Regions from separate parts of the Sus scrofa genome. Here region 2 is linked to region 1. The links are chromatin contacts, called in public Hi-C maps. All regions are on one chromosome and are shown on one strand. The core of a region is the stretch at or near the end of the contact, and the rest is flanking DNA. Distances in the headings are between cores, read along the strand shown. Region 1 holds the start of SETD5 (SET domain-containing protein 5). Region 2 overlaps SETD5 (SET domain-containing protein 5).

Region 1 (2,700 bases), core at 30-2,529:
AGAGCTGGCTGCAGCATCAATATCCAAGGGAAAGACCAGTTATTCCCAAGAAGTGAGACAAGCAAAGAGCTCTATAGAATAAATTAGCATAGAAGGGGCTTTCCCAACAGTTAAACTTTCCCTGTCACGCGATTCACCTACTTAAAAACCAGGGCTTTTTCTCACCACCATTCACTTCGCATCCCTGGCTTCCACGCAGAGGGAAAGGCAATTAATAGAGGCTACATTTTTCTGCCTTTAAAGATATTCTCAAATGATCTCTCTCCACGCCCAAGACAGGGAAAACGACACAATCTGGCTCAACTCCAAGCTAGAACCCTACAAATTCAGTGGGGCCATTTCAGAGATACTGGGGCATACGCCACTGAGAGCCCAAGAATGTGAGGTGGGGGTGGCGAAGCCCAACGTCTTTAGTGTGGGAAAGGAAGCAATCATCTGCAATAGGGACCCTAGGACGAGAGGAAAAGCGTCCAGGAACATTCTTGGAGGGGGGAGATCGAGGGCCCCAGAGCGACCAGAGTTGTCACAAGGCCGCGCGAACGGGGGTGGGGGTGGGGTTTGGGGAGGGGAAAAAAAAGTGTGCTGTGTATTTTGAGGAGGGCGGCGAGAGGCCTATTCTCAAGTAAAAGGTAAACGTGGAGTAGGCAGTTCACAGGAAAAGGGGTGAAGAGGCGTGGGGGGAGGGGAAACGTCCTGACCCAGGAAAGACATGAAAAGGGTAGTGGGGTCGACTAGATTAAGGAGGGGGCCTCTCCGCCTGGGAAAGAGGGGTACAGTGGTGTGGGGGGGCGAGGGGGGATGGGAAGGGGCAGCATCCTCCTGCTGAGAGCCGGGGGAGGGCCAGGCCCACGTCCCGAGAGCAAGCGCGAGGAGACGGAGGAGGTGACCCTTCCCTCCCCCGGGGCCCGGTGGTGAGGGGAGGTCTCTCTTTTCTGTCGCACCCTTACCTTGTCCCAGGCCTGGGCCCGGGCTGCGGCGCACGGCACTCCCGGTAGGCAGCAGGACTCGAGTTAGGCCCAGCGCGGCGCCACGGCGTTTCCTGGCCGGGAATGGCCCGTGCCCGTGAGGTGGGGGTGGGGGGCAAAAAGGCGGAGCGAGCCAAAGGCGGTGAGGGGGAGGGCCAGGGAAGGAGGGGGGGGCCGGCACTACTGTGTTGGCGGACTGGCGGGACTGGGGCTGCGTGAGTCTCTGAGCGCAGGCGGGCGGCGGCCGCCCCTCCCCCGGCGGCGGCGGCGGCGGCGGCGGCGGCGGCAGCAGCTCACTCAGCCCGCTGCCCGAGCGGAAACGCCACTGACCGCACGGGGATTCCCAGCGCCGGCGCCAGGGGCACCCGGGACACGCCCCCTCCCGCCGCGCCATTGGCCCCTCCGCCCACCGTCTCGCACCCATTGGCCAGCTCCCCGCCAATCAGCGGAAGCCGCCGGGGCCGCCTAGAGAAGAGGCTGTGCTCTGGGGCTCCGGCTCCTCAGAGAGCCTCGGCTAGGTAGGGGAGCGGGACTCTGGTTTGGGGGAGGGCCGGCGGTTTGGCGGGGGATGGGTGCTTGAGGTGGTCTGACCGGTAGCGGGGGTCGCCTTCCCTAGCGGGAAGTCGGGAGCATATCGTTTGTTACGCTGGAAGGGGAAGAGGTGGTGAGAGGCAGGCGGGAGTGCGGCCCGCCCTGCGGCAACCGGAGGGGGAGGGAGAAGGGAGCGGAAAAGCCTGGAATACGGACGGAGCCATTGCTCCCGCAGAGGGAGGAGCGCTTCCTGCTCTTCTCTTGTCACTGATTGGCCGCTTCTCCTCCCGCCGTGTGTGAAAACACAAATGGCGTGTTTTGGTTGGAGTAAAGCTCCTGTCAGTTACAGCCTCGGGAGTGCGCAGCCTCCCAGGAACTCTCGCATTGCCCCCTGGGTGGGTAGGTAGGTGGGGTGGAGAGAGCTGCACAGGCGGGCGCTGTCGGCCTCCTGCGGGGGGAGGGGAGGGTCAGTGAAAGTGGCTCCCGCGCGGGCGTCCTGCCACCCTCCCCTCCGGGGGAGTCGGTTTACCCGCCGCCTGCTCGGCTTTGGTATCTGATTGGCTGCTGAAGTCCTGGGAACGGCCCCTTGTTATTGGCTTGGGTCCCAAATGAGCGAAACCACTACGCGAGTCGGCAGGGAGGCGGTCTTTGGTACGGCCCTCCCCGAGGCCAGCGCCGCAGTGTCTGGCCCCTCGCCCCTGCGCAACGTGGCAGGAAGCGCGCGCAGGAGGCGGGGGCGGGCTGCCGGGCCGAGGCTTCTGGGTGGTGGTGACTGCGGCTCCGCCCTGGGCGTCCGCCGCCTGAAGGACGAGACTAGCTCTCTACCTGCTCTCGGACCCGTGGGGGTGGGGGGTGGAGGAAGGAGTGGGGGGTCGGTCCTGCTGGCTTGTGGGTGGGAGGCGCATGTTCTCCAAAAACCCGCGCGAGCTGCAATCCTGAGGGAGCTGCAGTGGAGGAGGCGGAGAGAAGGCCGCACCCTTCTCCGCAGGGGGAGGGGAGTGCCGCAATACCTTTATGGGAGTTCTCTGCTGCCTCCTTTTCCTAAGGACCGCCCTGGGCCTAGAAAAATCCCTCCCTCCCCCGCGATCTCGTCATCGCCTCCATGTCAGTTTGCTCCTTCTCGATTATGGGCGGGATTCTTTTGCCCTGGCTTAACCTGATTCTTGGGCGTTGTCCTGCAGGGGATTGAGCAGGTGTACGAGGA
Region 2 (2,700 bases), core at 48-2,547, 37 kb before region 1:
ACATTAGCCAGAAGGGGGTACTAAACATGTGATATGTTAACATACATAAAAATGAACAGATCTGTTTGTGGGATTCCAGTTACCAGCAATGGAGAGTAAATGTACTTTATGTTGGGAGTTCCCATTGTGGCTCAGCAAAAATGAATCTGACTAGTATCCATGAGGATGAAGGTTCGATCCCTGGCCCCGCTCAGTGGGTTAAGAATCCCACTGTGGTGCAGATCGCAGACGCAGCTTGGATCTAGCATGGCTGTGGTGTAGGCCAGCAGCTACAGCTCCAATTCGACTCCTAGCCTGGGAACACCTCCATATGCTGCAGGTGGGGCTCTAATAAGGAAAAATAAAAAACTTAAAAAAACTTTAAAAATGTACTTTACGTCGATATCTTATAGATTTCTAACTTTTTATTAAGAATTGGAAAATAATCTATTCTTTAGAAATAATTTTAAACGAGTATACTCAGAATTATAAAAATAAAAGGTATGGGAGTTCCCCTTGTGGCTCAGTGATTAACAAACCCGACTAGCATCCATGAGGATGTGGGTTCGATTCCTGGCCTTGCTGAGTGGGTTAAAGGATCTGGTGCTGCTGTGGATGTGGTGCAGGCCAGCAGCTGTAGCTCTGATTCGACTCCTAGCCTGGGAACTTCCATGTTCTGCATGTGTGGCCCTAAAAAAAAAAATACATAAAAGTTAAAAAGTATGAAGGTAACAGTAAGAGGAAGAAAAAAATTAAGTCAAAGAAGTAGACTCCCTTAGCAACAACAAAAAAGAAAGAATAACAGAAGCAAAAAGAGAAATAAGGACACGAGTATACAGAAGGGGGGAAAAGGAATGCATCAGAACTTCAACTGCATTTCAATTTACTATTTCTAGAACAATCTATCAGAACCCCAGGAAGCATAGTTAAGTTCTTGGACTCAGAAGCAGAACCAGCCTGTTGAGAAGCCACCATTTACATACAATTTCTAAGAAACAGGTTGTTATGAACATGCCAGAAATGGTTTGTAATTATTTCTGTTTAAATTGGTTTCAGAAATGGTCAACAGTCTCTGTATCTGCCATTCTGACAGTGTCTTTCCTACATGACTTGCTGAAAGCACAAGACCCATCTGATACGTCTGGTCACTCTCAGAGAAGACAGACAAAAGTGCTTTAAGAACAACTCCAATAGAGATTTGAGAAAAAGAAATTGCATCAGCCAGGTGAGCCGGAAGCAGCTGGGAGTTTAGAGTCCAATAAACAGCCAATCCAATGAAAGAAATTCAGAACAAGTCTGCTTCAGTAATCCTGTGAAGAGGACTGGCAGGAAGAGGAGTGCCGCTTCAGAAAAAGAACAGGCCTCATATGCTTCAGACAGTCTTTGTACTGTGGCTGTGGACCTTGGCCATTCTCCCAGAAATGATGCAATGCTGATGAACAAGATCTGCTACCAGAGAAACAATTGTTAACAGCCTATGCAGACAGCAACTTAGCCAAGAAGCAATCTCTGATCAATTCTCTCCAGAAACCACCAGGAAGCCAAATTTTGCTTCCTGAATTTTGGTCTCTGACAAAACATGTAAGTGAATATATATTTGGGGATATACAAACAAGCCATTTTGAGGATGTCCCTTTTTAGTTTCTTTGGCTTTTCCTCTATTATTAAATTTTAAATAAACCAATCAGATCATTTTTACTTTTATGAATTCCCACGTTAACAGCAAGCTATTTACACCAAAATTTTACACTTTTCCCCCTCACTCTCATAAAAACAAAACAAAACAAAACAAAACCCCCCAAAAAACAAAAAAAACCAAAACGTTTTGGCATGTAGTGGCTACCCTACCCTAAGAATTAAAAGCACTCTAGAATCTAGGGCCCAATTATGAGATTTCAAAGTAAAGACAAATATGTACACTCACTAAGTCAGGGCCAGAAAGGCAAATTTCATTTTAAAAATGAGGTATTTTAAAAATTATGTGAAACTCGAAGTGTTAAAAACAGGCATGGATTACAGAAAAAAAATCTTGCTTGGCTGACATAAAGGCAGATTGAATAATATCAGTTTTCAATGCCCACTTTTCTCAAGGGCAGCAATTACTTCAGATCTTATATGAGGATTAATGATAATTTTCCTCCTATTAACCACAACTTACTATCGTAGAATCTAAAATATCTTCAACTTAAAAATCCTACCTAGATTTTCATCTCCTAGGCCTGGTTTCTTTTTCAGAGCTTTGATATCAGGTTGTTCACATAGTACTGTCATAAAACTACTAGAATTTTTTCCCTCTTCACATACTAAATAAAAGACACTGTATATGTGAGAAAAAAGAATGTATACATGTATATGTAAATGGGTCACCTTGCTGTATAGTAGAAAATTGACAGAACACTATAAACCAGCTATAATGGAAAAAACAAAAATCATTATAAAAGACCCTGTTTAGTTTTCTCTAAACTCCAACTAGCCAGAAGCCATAATTAACTATATTTCTTTTTGAAAGGAATAACCCTTTAACTGGGATTCACTAAAAACACAAGTTTCTAATGCATTCTGGGAGATTTCACTGTGGCACAGTGGGTTAAGGATCCGATGTTGCCATAGCTGTGGTGAAGGCTGCAGCTCTGAACTTCCATATGCTGTGATGTGGGGGGAAATGCATTCAGTCTAATCTACTATACCTATATTTAAACTAATAAATAATGAAAATGAACA

The links. Hi-C and Micro-C count contacts between places; a contact is called where the count stands out from the background.
Region 2: a Hi-C map of embryonic fibroblasts shows a contact between it and region 1, with 1.7 times the contacts expected there. The contact joins the enhancer-like site here to the promoter of SETD5 in region 1. A contact is called at or near these places in 2 of 5 promoter capture datasets (fetal liver and liver), 17 of 47 Hi-C or Micro-C datasets (alveolar macrophages, brain, embryonic fibroblasts and 9 more) and 2 of 2 datasets of contacts at active chromatin or transcription factors (alveolar macrophages and skeletal muscle).

What each region holds. Positions count from the first base shown.
Region 1 is chr13:65,758,552-65,761,251 of Sscrofa11.1, reverse strand. It overlaps SETD5 (SET domain-containing protein 5), which reads right to left and starts at 1,279. Exons shown (of 25, transcript XM_013981946.2): 1 at 948-1,279. It overlaps SRGAP3 (SLIT-ROBO Rho GTPase-activating protein 3), which reads left to right and starts at 1,360. Exons shown (of 25, transcript XM_021071097.1): 1 at 1,360-1,483.
Region 2 is chr13:65,795,303-65,798,002 of Sscrofa11.1, reverse strand. The region is part of intron 1 of SETD5 (SET domain-containing protein 5); the gene reads right to left. Among named protein-coding and RNA genes, the nearest start is that of SETD5, 37 kb to the right of the region's middle. Within about 2 kb of position 1,297, at least 34 of the 83 cell types and tissues checked have an H3K27ac peak or open chromatin away from gene starts, as enhancers often do. A contact at or near this core is called in alveolar macrophages, brain, embryonic fibroblasts and 2 more, where this site is marked.